2 separate regions of the Mus musculus genome follow, and region 1 is linked to region 2. Evidence: chromatin contacts called from public Hi-C data. All regions are on one chromosome and are shown on one strand. Each heading gives the region's core, a stretch centred on a gene start, on an enhancer-like site or on the middle of the called end of the contact. The rest is flanking DNA. Distances are from core to core; before and after follow the strand shown.

Region 1 (5,467 bases), core at 2,832-5,331, 150 kb after region 2:
CAAAGGATGCCCTCTACGCCCAAATCTGGCATTTCTCTTGATCCTTCTGACGTCCCAGAAAAGTGACACAGCCCACAGAAGCCACGAGATTCATGTTTAACGCTCATTTTGATTTATAATTTAGCCCCAGACTGATTCCCACTGTTCCCTAGAAAATGGCAAATTCCTGAAAAGACCATTGTGTTTGTTGTAGCCTCTCCTGGCCAGACTCCCATGGCATCTGTACAAAGTGCTGATGTATGTGGCTAGCCTTCACAGCTCTGATGCCTGCATCTTGTCAGAGGGAGAGTGTCTCAGCAGCCTCTTCCCCTAGCCCTTCTCCACATCCATCCCTTACAGCTTGGGAGATAATTTTTGGTTGGTGAGGAAGGCAGTCATCTGTAAATTGTGAAAGAGTTCATGTTTGTCCCTTTTAAATCTGGCTTTAAGGGTTCTGGATAAGTCTGTACAGTTACATGGCTCAAATTCATATCCAAAAGGTACACGCTGTGTATGTATGTGTGTGCGTGTGAGTGTAGAGGTCAGAGGTCAATGTCAGGATTCTTCCCCAGTTGCTCTCCATCTTGTATCTCTGAGACAGGGTCTCTCACTGAACCTTGCACGTGCACCTTAGCTGGACTCCCGGGCCAGCAAATCCAGGGACTCATCTTGTCTCCACCCCCAGTCCCACCCCCACCCCCAAGCTGGGATTCCAAGCCCATGCTCAGTCCTCAGTTTTCATTTCTTAAACTTGGGTTCTGAGGTTTGACTTGGGTTCGCATGCTTCGTCAGCAAGCACACTGCCATCAGAGCCGCCTCCGGGTTCTCAGATGTCACTGTGCGCTGACTGTTTTTCTAGGAGACAGGCCAGTTAGCAAGACTAGCTCTGACTTTCTTTGGGTCCTTGGATCTCCTTCACTCACCTTGAGCCTTGTTGTGGGTCTCAGGGACCTGTCAGAGGTGCTGGACTGATATTTCTGTGGAGACTGACAATCTCTCCCTCTGGGCCCTGTGACTTTGAAGATAGGTGATCTTGGACCTCATTCTCAATGGAGCAAATGTTATCCATGTGTCCTGTGCCTTTCAGAATCAAATCAAAAGGACTAAAGTCTTAAATGAAAGCCTTACAGCCATCGAAAGAGCCATGAGGATAGAGGGATGGATAAAGACACTTGACAACTGGAATTCAACTCCTGGCCCCCACATGGTGGAAGGAGAGGACCAACTCCCCCAAATTATCTTTTGATTTCTATACATACACTGTGGCACATGCATGCCCATGATGCACACACTCAATAAGTAAGTAAGTAGAGAAATATAATAGCAATATCATAGAGAGCCATAGGGATGAAAGGTGATTAGTGTGACCGCAGTCTTCACTCAGCTCTCTGGTCAGACGATGATCTCTGTAGTCGTGGGTGTTTGTGTTGGACACTAGGCAAAAAGTTCTACACATGAACAGTAGCCTCTTACCCAGTAATCATAGTAGTCTAACATGTCACAATGAGATGGCCTTGTGCTTTCTGTGTCATAGTTTTAATACCTAAGAAGATAAATTTTGCCCCTACACTTCAGGCTCACTGCCACCAAATAGTAATGTAGCAATTCCCAAGGTTGTGTTTCTGAGATTGAAGATGTTCATATTCCCCTGTGCATAGAACATGGGTTTTAGTTTTATATCATATACAAATATGGAGTGCATCTCCCCCCCCCCCGTATGTATGTATGTGTGTGTATGTGTATGTGTCTCTAGCTCTAGGTGTGTTTATGTATGTGTGTGTGACTCTCTAATTTACTATCTTTATGTGTGTGTCTGTCTTTCTCACACATGTGTGCATGTCATGTGTACATGTGGGCGCGCACACACACACACACACACAATTTCGTTTGCTGTTTGCCATTGTGTATGCCAGACCAACTGGCCCTGTCTCATCTTGCTGCAGGAGCACTGGGGTACAGATGTTCTATTGCCCTCATTTTGAATGGTTTCTGCATATTCACATTAATATCCTTCACATTGGTATAGCAAGAACCCTTACCCCCTGAAACAAGCAGTTCTACCTCGGTTGTGTGAGTTGGTGGTAGGGAGCAGTGCTCAAGCTGACCTTAATCAAGTGTCATAATTAAAGAGAAGAGTATAAACCTTTTCCCCCATATTTCATTAAGTTGCATGGAAGCTTGTAATTAATATATAATTATGATATTACAACCATATCAAAAGAAAGGACAAAAGAAGAACAACCATGTTCACCCATTTTAGCCTTGCCAGCCAGCCAGCCAGACACCAGGAGTGAAGAGATTAAAATGAAGCAAAATAAATTATTCCCCTCCCAGTATCTTTGCTTCTGAAGAAGAAAGGATGAAAGCATCGGGTTCAAAGACTCGACTTACCCTACGGTTGCTTTCTCATCTTGTCAGGGCAGTCAGAGGTCAAGGTTAGGGCCAGGGTAGTCAGAGCTCTGAGGCAGAACCAGTCCTTGCATAGCATTTTGCTGCAACCTCTTAAAAGGAAACATCTAGATTAAAAACATGTTGTTGGTCCAAAGTGTGTCGATACTGGGTTAAACATTCCTTTGGGTGTTTTGTTTGTTTATTGTTATTTTAAGATATGCTCTTCTATAGCCCAGGCTAGCCTCTAATTCAAAATGTACCAGAGGATGACCTTGAACTCTTGATCTTCCTGCCTCCTCCTCCCAATGCTGGGAATGTCACTAGGCCCAGCTCTGGTGGTGTGTTCATTATAGCAGCAGATAATTCCGAACACTGCAAGCCATCAGCTCTCCGCAGGGGCCTGTTCTATTTTTCTACTCCATGATAAATGTGTGTATATGTATGTATATATATGTATATATATATAAATATACACACACACACATACACACACACACATAGAAAGAGAGCACGCGAGAGAGAGTGAGATAGAACAGAACATTGGAATAGGAGGTCTGCATACGACAAGGACAATGACTGGTCAAATGGCTGAGTCTCCTCCCCACTTGCAGGCTTCGGGATGCTGCCTGAGCCACTCTGTCTGAAGTTCCTTGTCTGAGAAGCTGAAAGAGCTTTATAAACACGTTGTATGATTTCTGGCAGTGTGTTTTCTTAGTATGTTTCCTAAGTGAACACTCCTAGCTAACAGTTAGGGCTTCACGCCAAGCTCTGCACCAGGTGTACACATCCCATTTCATCTGCTCAGCAGCCCCACAAGGTGAACTGTAGTGGCTTCTCAGTTCACAAAGAGAATGGGGGATGAAGAAGTGCAGCCATTTGCCTGGATGTGCGACTGCGATATGGCAGAGCCAGATTTACTGGTGGACCAGAACATGGGCACACCCTAATGATGGGCTGGACCCCAAGGGAGTCAGTTACTTTCTGTATCATGTCCTCCTCATATGCACTATGGGCTGCAAATCTCCTACGCCCATGTCCTTTAGGATATGACATTTGGGGTGCTGTCTAGAACATAGCATGCTGTATATTCAATGAGCTTAAGAAGAGTTCTAATACGGAGCCTGCTGTAAACTGTGTGTGTTGAATCTGATCCTGTGAGACAAGGTGGGGAGGTGGGGCCTTATGATCAGGAGGTCACAGGGGGCTCTTTTATAAATGGCTATAGTGACATTATCAAAACATGAAAGAGAGCTGGGTGGTGGTGACGCACGCCTTTAATCCCAGCACTCAGGAGGCAGAGGCAGGCGGATTTCTGAGTTCGAGGCCAGCCTGGTGTACAAAGTGAGTTCCAGGACAGCCAGGGCTACACAGAGAAACCCTGACTAGAAAAAAAAACCAAAAAAAAAACCCAAAAACAAACCAAAACATGAAAGAGTTTCTTCCTCTACTTTCTACCATGTCAGGAAACAGGAAGAAGACACTACTTGAAAATCAAGAAGTGGGCCTCTCCTAGATCCTATATCTGTTGGGATCTTGATCCTGGCTTCCTGTGGTCTCTCCTCTGGGAGTCTCTGTCCTAATCTTTCATAAGGACACTAGTCATCCTGGATTAAGGTCCACTTTAATGACCTTGTTCAACTTAATTACGCTCGCAAGGTCCTATCTCATCTCATTAGTCACATCCAGACGCTCTGCTGATTAGGGTTGCGACGTGAGGCTTGGTGGGCGCACGGAAGGCCACAACAAGGACAAGCCTCAGCATTATCTGGGGAATGTACTTAGCAGCGAACTCAGAATAAAGTGTGTCTGTTTGCTGCACATGGGAAGGAGCTCCAAGTCGCTGCCCTTTAAGAACATGCTGTTTTACTGAATAAGTCAAGCATGGGCACCATGGAGGCCTCAGACCTTATTTCTGGGGAGTCTGGGGTGGGGGTAAGTGTGAGAAGGCAGGCAGCGCGAAGACAGTTTTCCCAGTTACACATCTCTTTCCTCGACAACCCCAGTCAGGCCACTTGACCACTTCTGGGTTACTAATGCCAATTCCAGGTTCTTTTCCTCATTTATTTAACAGAGAAAATCTCAGCCCCTTTCCCTTCACACTCCTGGGCACAGTCACCCACAGCCCCTCCTCTCTGGGTCCCCTTTCTTCTCTAGAAGAGGCTGCCATCTTATTTCAGAACCAGCTCATGTGCCTGTGTGCTAAATCTTACTTTCCTTCCAGGCCCTTCCACACCCCACCCCACCCCATGGGACATCTTCCTTTTGTATTGTTTTGTCTTATTTTGTATTGTCTTGTGCCAGGACTTGGTACACATTCATAGGTACTAAAAACAAAACAAACAAGCAAACAAAAACTTTGAGCTGATTACTGGGGCTATTTCAGTGGTTCTCAACCTGTGGATTATGACCCCTCTGGGGGCCGCATATCAGATATTCTGCATATCAGGTATTTGCATTGCCATTCATAATAGTATCAAAAGTAGCAGTGAAATAACTTTATGGTTTGAGTCACCATAACACGAGGAACTATACTAAAGGTTCACAGCATTGGGAAGGTTGAGAACCACTGGGCTAGATAATTAAATATTTTTTCAGAGATAAGTAAGTTCAAGACTCAGGCAGGATTTGAAAATGTCACAGAGCTGTGGAATAAACCAGATGGACAGAAGCAAAATGAAGTTAGTTGCTCCAGTGAGGCTAGAATCTTTAATCTTTAAAGTGGCTGCCTGTGCAGAGACCCCCACTGGAGTAACAGGTTCCCCTGTCTCCCTACCGTTTATGAGTGTGATAAAGTCAGAGGAATATCACAGTAGTTACAGGCGCCAGTCACTGCCTCATCAGGGTGTGGCACAGGATGGATGCCAGAGAGAAGCTGCTCTTTCATTGGAGACTGCCAATACCCAGGGAAGGAGAATGGCACCAGAGGATAATCTGGTCAGCCTGGTGACCCAGAGCAGCCAGAACCAGCCAGGTGCCTCTGGGTGATGGTTGGGCTGCAGTCCTGACCTTCCCTGTGTGTGCATCCCGGGTTCATCAGCCCTCAGCTGGTGCTCTGAAGATGTGCAGAGTTGCCACCATCTTGGTGATTTTCTATTCT
Region 2 (5,739 bases), core at 2,504-5,003:
ATAGCGAGTGAGGGGCCAGCCTGGACTACGTGAGACACTGTCTCAAATAGTGAAGATAAATAAATAAATAAATAAATAAATAAATAAGGAAATGGAATTACTTCAGGACTGGAGAAATAGCTCAGGGTAGAGCAATGACCTAGTATGTGAGGGTCCAGGCTCAGTCCCTAGTACCACCAGTCACACACACACACACACACACACACACACACACACACACACACACAGAGTCATCTTAGAGACCATCCTGATTGGCTATTCTATTTCTACAAGTTTGATACCAAACACCAAGTATACTGGAGGTATAGGGTGTTTGGTGCTGACAGAACTATTTCAGCTTTTAGTTGCTTGCTTTTGGCATGCTGATTGGTCTTTCTCGATTCTCTCTCTCAGCTCCTGCCCCATCCCTATGCCTCTCTAAAGGAGCTCTTCCTGTCCTTATTCACCCTGAGGATTTATTGATGCAAGCAGACTTGTTTCCTGCCATGATGACAATGGACTAAACCTTTGAACTATAAGCTAGGCCCCTTTAAATACTTTCCTTTATAAGGGTAGTTATGATCATGGTGTCTCTTCACAGCAATAGAAACACTAACTAAGACAGGAGCCAAACACCACTGAGCTACATCCCCAGTCTCCATTTCTTAGTTTTCATTTGTGTAAGATAGCCATGGACGAGGATTCAAAAACATCAAGCATATTTATTCTTGAAGGTCCAAAACAGACATCGATACTATTGACAAATGCCTAATTTAATGCTTCCATAGCAACATTCAATGAACACAGTTGGTGGGGCTGTTCACGGTCTGGTTTCAGACTGGAGGATGTCTCTGCCTGGATCAATGAGGGTGGAGGAGCTGTGAGTCACCCTGGTTAACACTGTGAAGCTTAGCACTGCGACCTGCCTGTTCTGAATCATGAGGGCAGGGCACCTCCAAAGGAAGCAATGTGGGCTTTCCAGGAAGTCATTCACCAGGTCCCCGGAGTGTGGGTGGGAGCAGGGGATGCTAAGAGTGGCCTTTGGACTCAGAACGCATAGCTTCTGCATGCACTCGCTAACCGTGTGGCCTCAGAGCCTGATATGTCCTTAAATAGGAGATGACAGTACCTAACTCATAGCATCCCTGTAAGGACTTGTGAGAAAACAAAATGTATGCAAGGTGCTCAGTATATTGTCAGGCTCACAGTAAGCACTCAAGCATTTGTCTAAACACACACACATACACACAAACACACACACATGCACACGCGCGCGCGCGCGCGCGCGCGCACACACACACACACACACTCGCGCACCACACAGTGTCTCATACCCATTACCTCCCTCTTTTATTTTTTTAAATCAGCAAGACATTTTAAATAAGAATCAATCTCTACTCCCCCCCCCGCCCCCCTCCCTTTTCAGCAAGAAATTTAAGACTTCATGGTTAAAGAACAGGCCAGAGTGAGCGTTATGGGATAGAGCTCGAAATATGATTATGGGATGGAGCGTAGTTATGTGCACAATTTTCAATGTTCTGAGAGTTTTCAAGGTAGGAGTTAACGAGGGGGAATCCCTCTCCAGGCTTTAGATGTCAGCCTGAGCTTAAAATGTAGAAAGGGCCAAGAATGATTGGAGGGTGTGCCACAAAGACTCGAGAGGGACAGAGGTTATAGCTTAGGCAGTCCCTGGGGAGGGCACGAGGTTAGATGTTAATGAACAAGGGAACTTTCAGGAAATAGCCACGTGGTGGGAAGTGGCTTAAGCAAAACGGAGACAGAAGCAAAATCTACCCTAAACTTGGCTCGAGGTTGGGTTTGCCCAGATGGCAGGGCCAGGGAAGGAAGGTCCCTGCCCAATCTCACATGCAGGCTGTCTTCAAGTTCTAAGCAAGACGTTCATCACTACCTCAGTGACTGGGAAAAGCCCTTGCTGGACCCCTAGACAGTTTCAGAGTGATCTCTGCTGTGGCCTGAGTCGCAGGTGTCTCCTCCCAGTCACCGTGGCCTGGGTTGAGCTGGCACAAGGACTTGGCTCATCCCCACCAAGAAAGAGTTCTGCTCACAGTCAGGGATTCTGCCAGACAAGGGAACAGACCTGCCCAATATCCCCACACCATCTGCCAACACCCCATGGGCAACAGGCCTTCTGCTCCAGCCTCACACCAGCCTCCTGAGCCAACAGGGTCCCTGAAGTGATTGCCTTGTCGTGGGCTTATATCAGTTCCTAGAAAGCTCATCTTCTAGCAGACAGGTGTTCTGAGCATTTATACGCCTGCGTTTGGTGCTGAGGTAGAATTTACTGAACACGGGGTCAGCAGGGTGGAGTGGCTGGGTACAGGAACAGTAACACAGCACAGCGGCTGGAGCCGCCTCTGTCCCGCTGACTAGGGAGAGTAAGTGAGGAAAGATGAGTTAGGAGTTAACCTAGCTAAAGAGCTAGCTTGCTAACACAGATCTGTGTGTGTCACCGGATTTCTGCTCTTTTACCGCGTCATGTGTAGGCTTCAGTTCAGACGACTCTCAGGACAATTTTAGCCTTTTATTTTTGAGACAGAATCCCATGTAGCCAGGGCTGCCTTCGAACTAACTCGTAGTCAAGCGTAACTCAGAAACCCCTGGTCCTCCTATATCCACCTCCCTAGAACTGGATCACAGTGTGTCCCACCAGTTCCGCTTTGATGCCGTGCTAGGGATCTGACCCAGGGCTCCACGCACGCTAAGCTAAGCACTCTATTAACTAGGCTACATTCCCAGCGCTCCCGGCAGTTTCTAGAGAATGGGCTTGTCTGCAGTAAACCACGCACATTCTTTGCCTCAACATCTCCCTCAAACACTTCTGCGTCAAGATGGTGGGGTTGGGGTTTGGATATTATTCTGTACAGAGAGCCAGTGAGGAGCAGTAGAATGCTTCAGAGATCTTGGTCCGTTGGTCGGTAGGCTTCAGGTAAGTGGATAATTAAATTTGGGGGATGTTCCTGGGAGAGTTCCCACAATGGAGCTGAGCATCTGGGGCTCACATGGCTTCGGATACGGATGCTTGCTCGCTTGCTCGGCTGTTTACTTCTTATTACAGTCGCATTAAAGCGCTTGACAAGGATGGCTGAGTTCCGAGTGCTGCACAGGCAAGCGTGGTGTGGGGAGTGACTCATCATATTTACTCTCAGGCTCTCCTCTAGTAAAAAGATTAATTCAGTAGAACCCAAATTCCAGGGAAAAATGGTTTGTTTGCTTTTCTAAATTGTGGGGCTTCTGGCGAGCCCGTGGCTTTTTCAGATTGCTTCATCTGACATTTCCTAGAAATGCTAGCTAACCTTATCCATCGTTTGCAAGTGGAAAGTTATGTTTGAGCCGTCCAGAAGTCAGCTGGTAAGACTAGAAGTTTCCAACATTTTGGTTGAGTTTGGGTCTGATATTGTTGCACGGTTGGTTGGTTTGTTCATTTGTTTAGCAACAGCCATCTTGCTAGATAGCTCAGGGCTCAGCCACGCCTCAAACTTGTAGTCCTCCTGCCTCAGCCTCCCAAGTACCTTTATTACAGGCATATCATCAGATCTGGTGAAGTAAAGTTTTTAACTGGACCCTTTCTATTTTTTTGGTGGTAAGTGGGGACTGAGAATTGAACCCATGGCCTTATTGATGCTACACAGCTTCCCAGCATTGCTCTTCTCTTTCAGCACTTCCCCTTGGTCCTCCGGCACTGGCTTGCCATGGTGTGTGCCCTAGGCAAAACCCTGCTGTAGAGAGAGCTTCTGTAGAGAGCGCGTGGAAGGCTGTGAGTCACACAGTTCCTCTCTTGGAAGAATGCTTTCCTGCCCTGTTGGGCAGTTCCATCAGGCAAAGCCATTCAGCCAACAGTAAATGCTATAGTTAGGTAGTGGTGCCCTTTGATCTTTTCGATTAGAAAAATAAGCCCAAGTAACTTAAATCTAAGCAAGCCACACCAGTTAATTACTTCTTAACTCTTAGGCATGTCTGGTCTTTACCAGCTCTCTCTAACACACCACTTAAACTCCCATTTTAACATCTTTATCCCTCTGGAACCTCTTTATTCAGTAATCTCTCAGGTCATTTCCCAGGGCTTTTACTGGTTTGTTTTAGTCACGGTGTCACAGATGTCCCTGTACTACCCTGTATCTTTGGAATCATTGACTGTAACTTAAAACTTATGGCCCTTTCTTGGTAATAAAATTTCACACAATTCCATTATTTGAAGATACCATTTAGGTTGTTAAAAATCTAGGCATTTTCCAGGGGTCGAGGGTAGATAAGAAATGAAACAATGGCCGAGTGTGGATGTAGACTTGTTCATTCAGTGGCCTCCAGGCTACAAAGGTGGAGACAAAATACACTTGGAAATGGTCTGGAAAATGGCCTCATAAGAGAGTTCAAAGGTAGACACAGATCTTTGGATTTATCAGCTTGTAAGCAATAGGCAAAGCCACAAGGATAGCAGACATCCAGAGAGGGCATAGGTTTTAAATGGCATTCGGGATGGACAGAGGAAGAAGATGCAGCAGTCAAAGAGGCAGGAGATTTGGGAGAGAACCCAGTCCTCCCAAAGTCCAGGCTGCCGCTGCAGGGAAGTGAGTGAGTTTGAGGCCAGCCTGGTCACAGAAGGTGAGTAAAGGGGAGGTTTTTTCAGACCGTGTATCTGGGGGAGAACTGTTCAATGGGAAAGAGCAAGGAAGGCAGAAAAGGGGTTGTCAGAGGTCACGGTGGTCCAGGGACAGGAAAGGTCCTTCAGCTGGAAGGAAGGGGCCATTGGGAAGTTAGAAAGCAGAGAAGAGGGGGCAGTCAGTCTTGCTGCCCTGCCCCTTCTCAACACAGCAGGAAGCTGTGTCATGTGCTGAACAGGAAAGAATTCGAGTGTGTGTGTGTGTGTGTGTGTGTGTGTGTGTGTGTGTGTGTGTGTTATAAGAGCATACGTGCACATGTGTGTTCAGCTGCACTTGTTTATGTGTGCATGTGTGGTTGCCAGAGGCAGACATTGGGAGTCATCCTCTATCACTCTCCACCTTGTTCTTAAATTGAGAAAATAGGGACTGGAGAGATGGCTCAGCTGGTAAGAGCACTGGCTGCTCCTCTAGAGGTTGTGGGTTCAATTCCTAGCACCCACATAGCAGCTCACAAATATCTGTAGCTCCAGATCCAGGGATCTGACACCCTTACACAGACATGCATGCAGGCAAAACACCCCAATGCACATAGAATAAAAATAAATAAATCTTTAAATTGAAATAAATGATGTCTTTATTAATTCTTTGAGACTTTCATGCAATGTATTTTGACCATTTGACCACCCCTCCAGAGCTCCCCCACTGTTCTTCTCAACCTCCCTACCCACCCATTTTCTTTTAAAAATTAAAAAGTTAAACAAACAAACAAACAAAACCCCAGTTTGTCAACTACTCCTAGTCATGGAGCCTGCCCTTGGAGTGTGATCTGTATACCAATTGTCATTCCACTAAGGACAACTAACTTTCTTTTTTCTAGTAGCAATCAAGTGCCAACAGCCCCTCTGTTAGGCCTGGAACCTCGCGTCTACCTCTCTTTCTACATGCTGTGATCTTTATCAGGCGTGTGCTGTCACAATTGCTGTAAATTCCTACAAGCATCTGCCTGATGGCGTTGAAGTCATCGGCACCTCCGGCTCTTATAATCTTTGCATCTGCTCTTCTGCGCAGATCCTGGAGCCTTGCGGGGAGGGGTGTGATAGGGATATCTCACTTAGGGCCGAGCGCTTGTGAGATTGAGCTT

Evidence for each region. Hi-C and Micro-C count contacts between places; a contact is called where the count stands out from the background.
Region 1: a Hi-C map of the N1E-115 cell line shows a contact between it and region 2, with 1.8 times the contacts expected there. The contact joins two enhancer-like sites. A contact is called at or near these places in 14 of 39 promoter capture datasets (the C10 cell line, the HPC-7 cell line, HPC-7-derived erythroid cells and 11 more), 1 of 15 datasets of contacts at CTCF or cohesin (pro-B cells), 17 of 484 Hi-C or Micro-C datasets (B cells, CD8 T cells, the G1E-ER4 cell line and 13 more), 23 of 115 datasets of contacts at active chromatin or transcription factors (CD8 T cells, the HPC-7 cell line, Th17 cells and 14 more) and 1 of 9 other capture datasets (embryonic stem cells).

What each region holds. Positions count from the first base shown.
Region 1 is chr12:69,563,245-69,568,711 of GRCm38.p6, forward strand. No RefSeq gene overlaps it. Among named protein-coding and RNA genes, the nearest start is that of Gm46353, 15 kb to the left of the region's middle. Within about 2 kb of position 4,082, at least 8 of the 459 cell types and tissues checked have an H3K27ac peak or open chromatin away from gene starts, as enhancers often do. A contact at or near this core is called in the N1E-115 cell line, where this site is marked.
Region 2 is chr12:69,416,073-69,421,811 of GRCm38.p6, forward strand. No RefSeq gene overlaps it. Among named protein-coding and RNA genes, the nearest start is that of Gm40434, 43 kb to the right of the region's middle. Within about 2 kb of position 3,754, at least 66 of the 459 cell types and tissues checked have an H3K27ac peak or open chromatin away from gene starts, as enhancers often do. A contact at or near this core is called in the N1E-115 cell line, where this site is marked.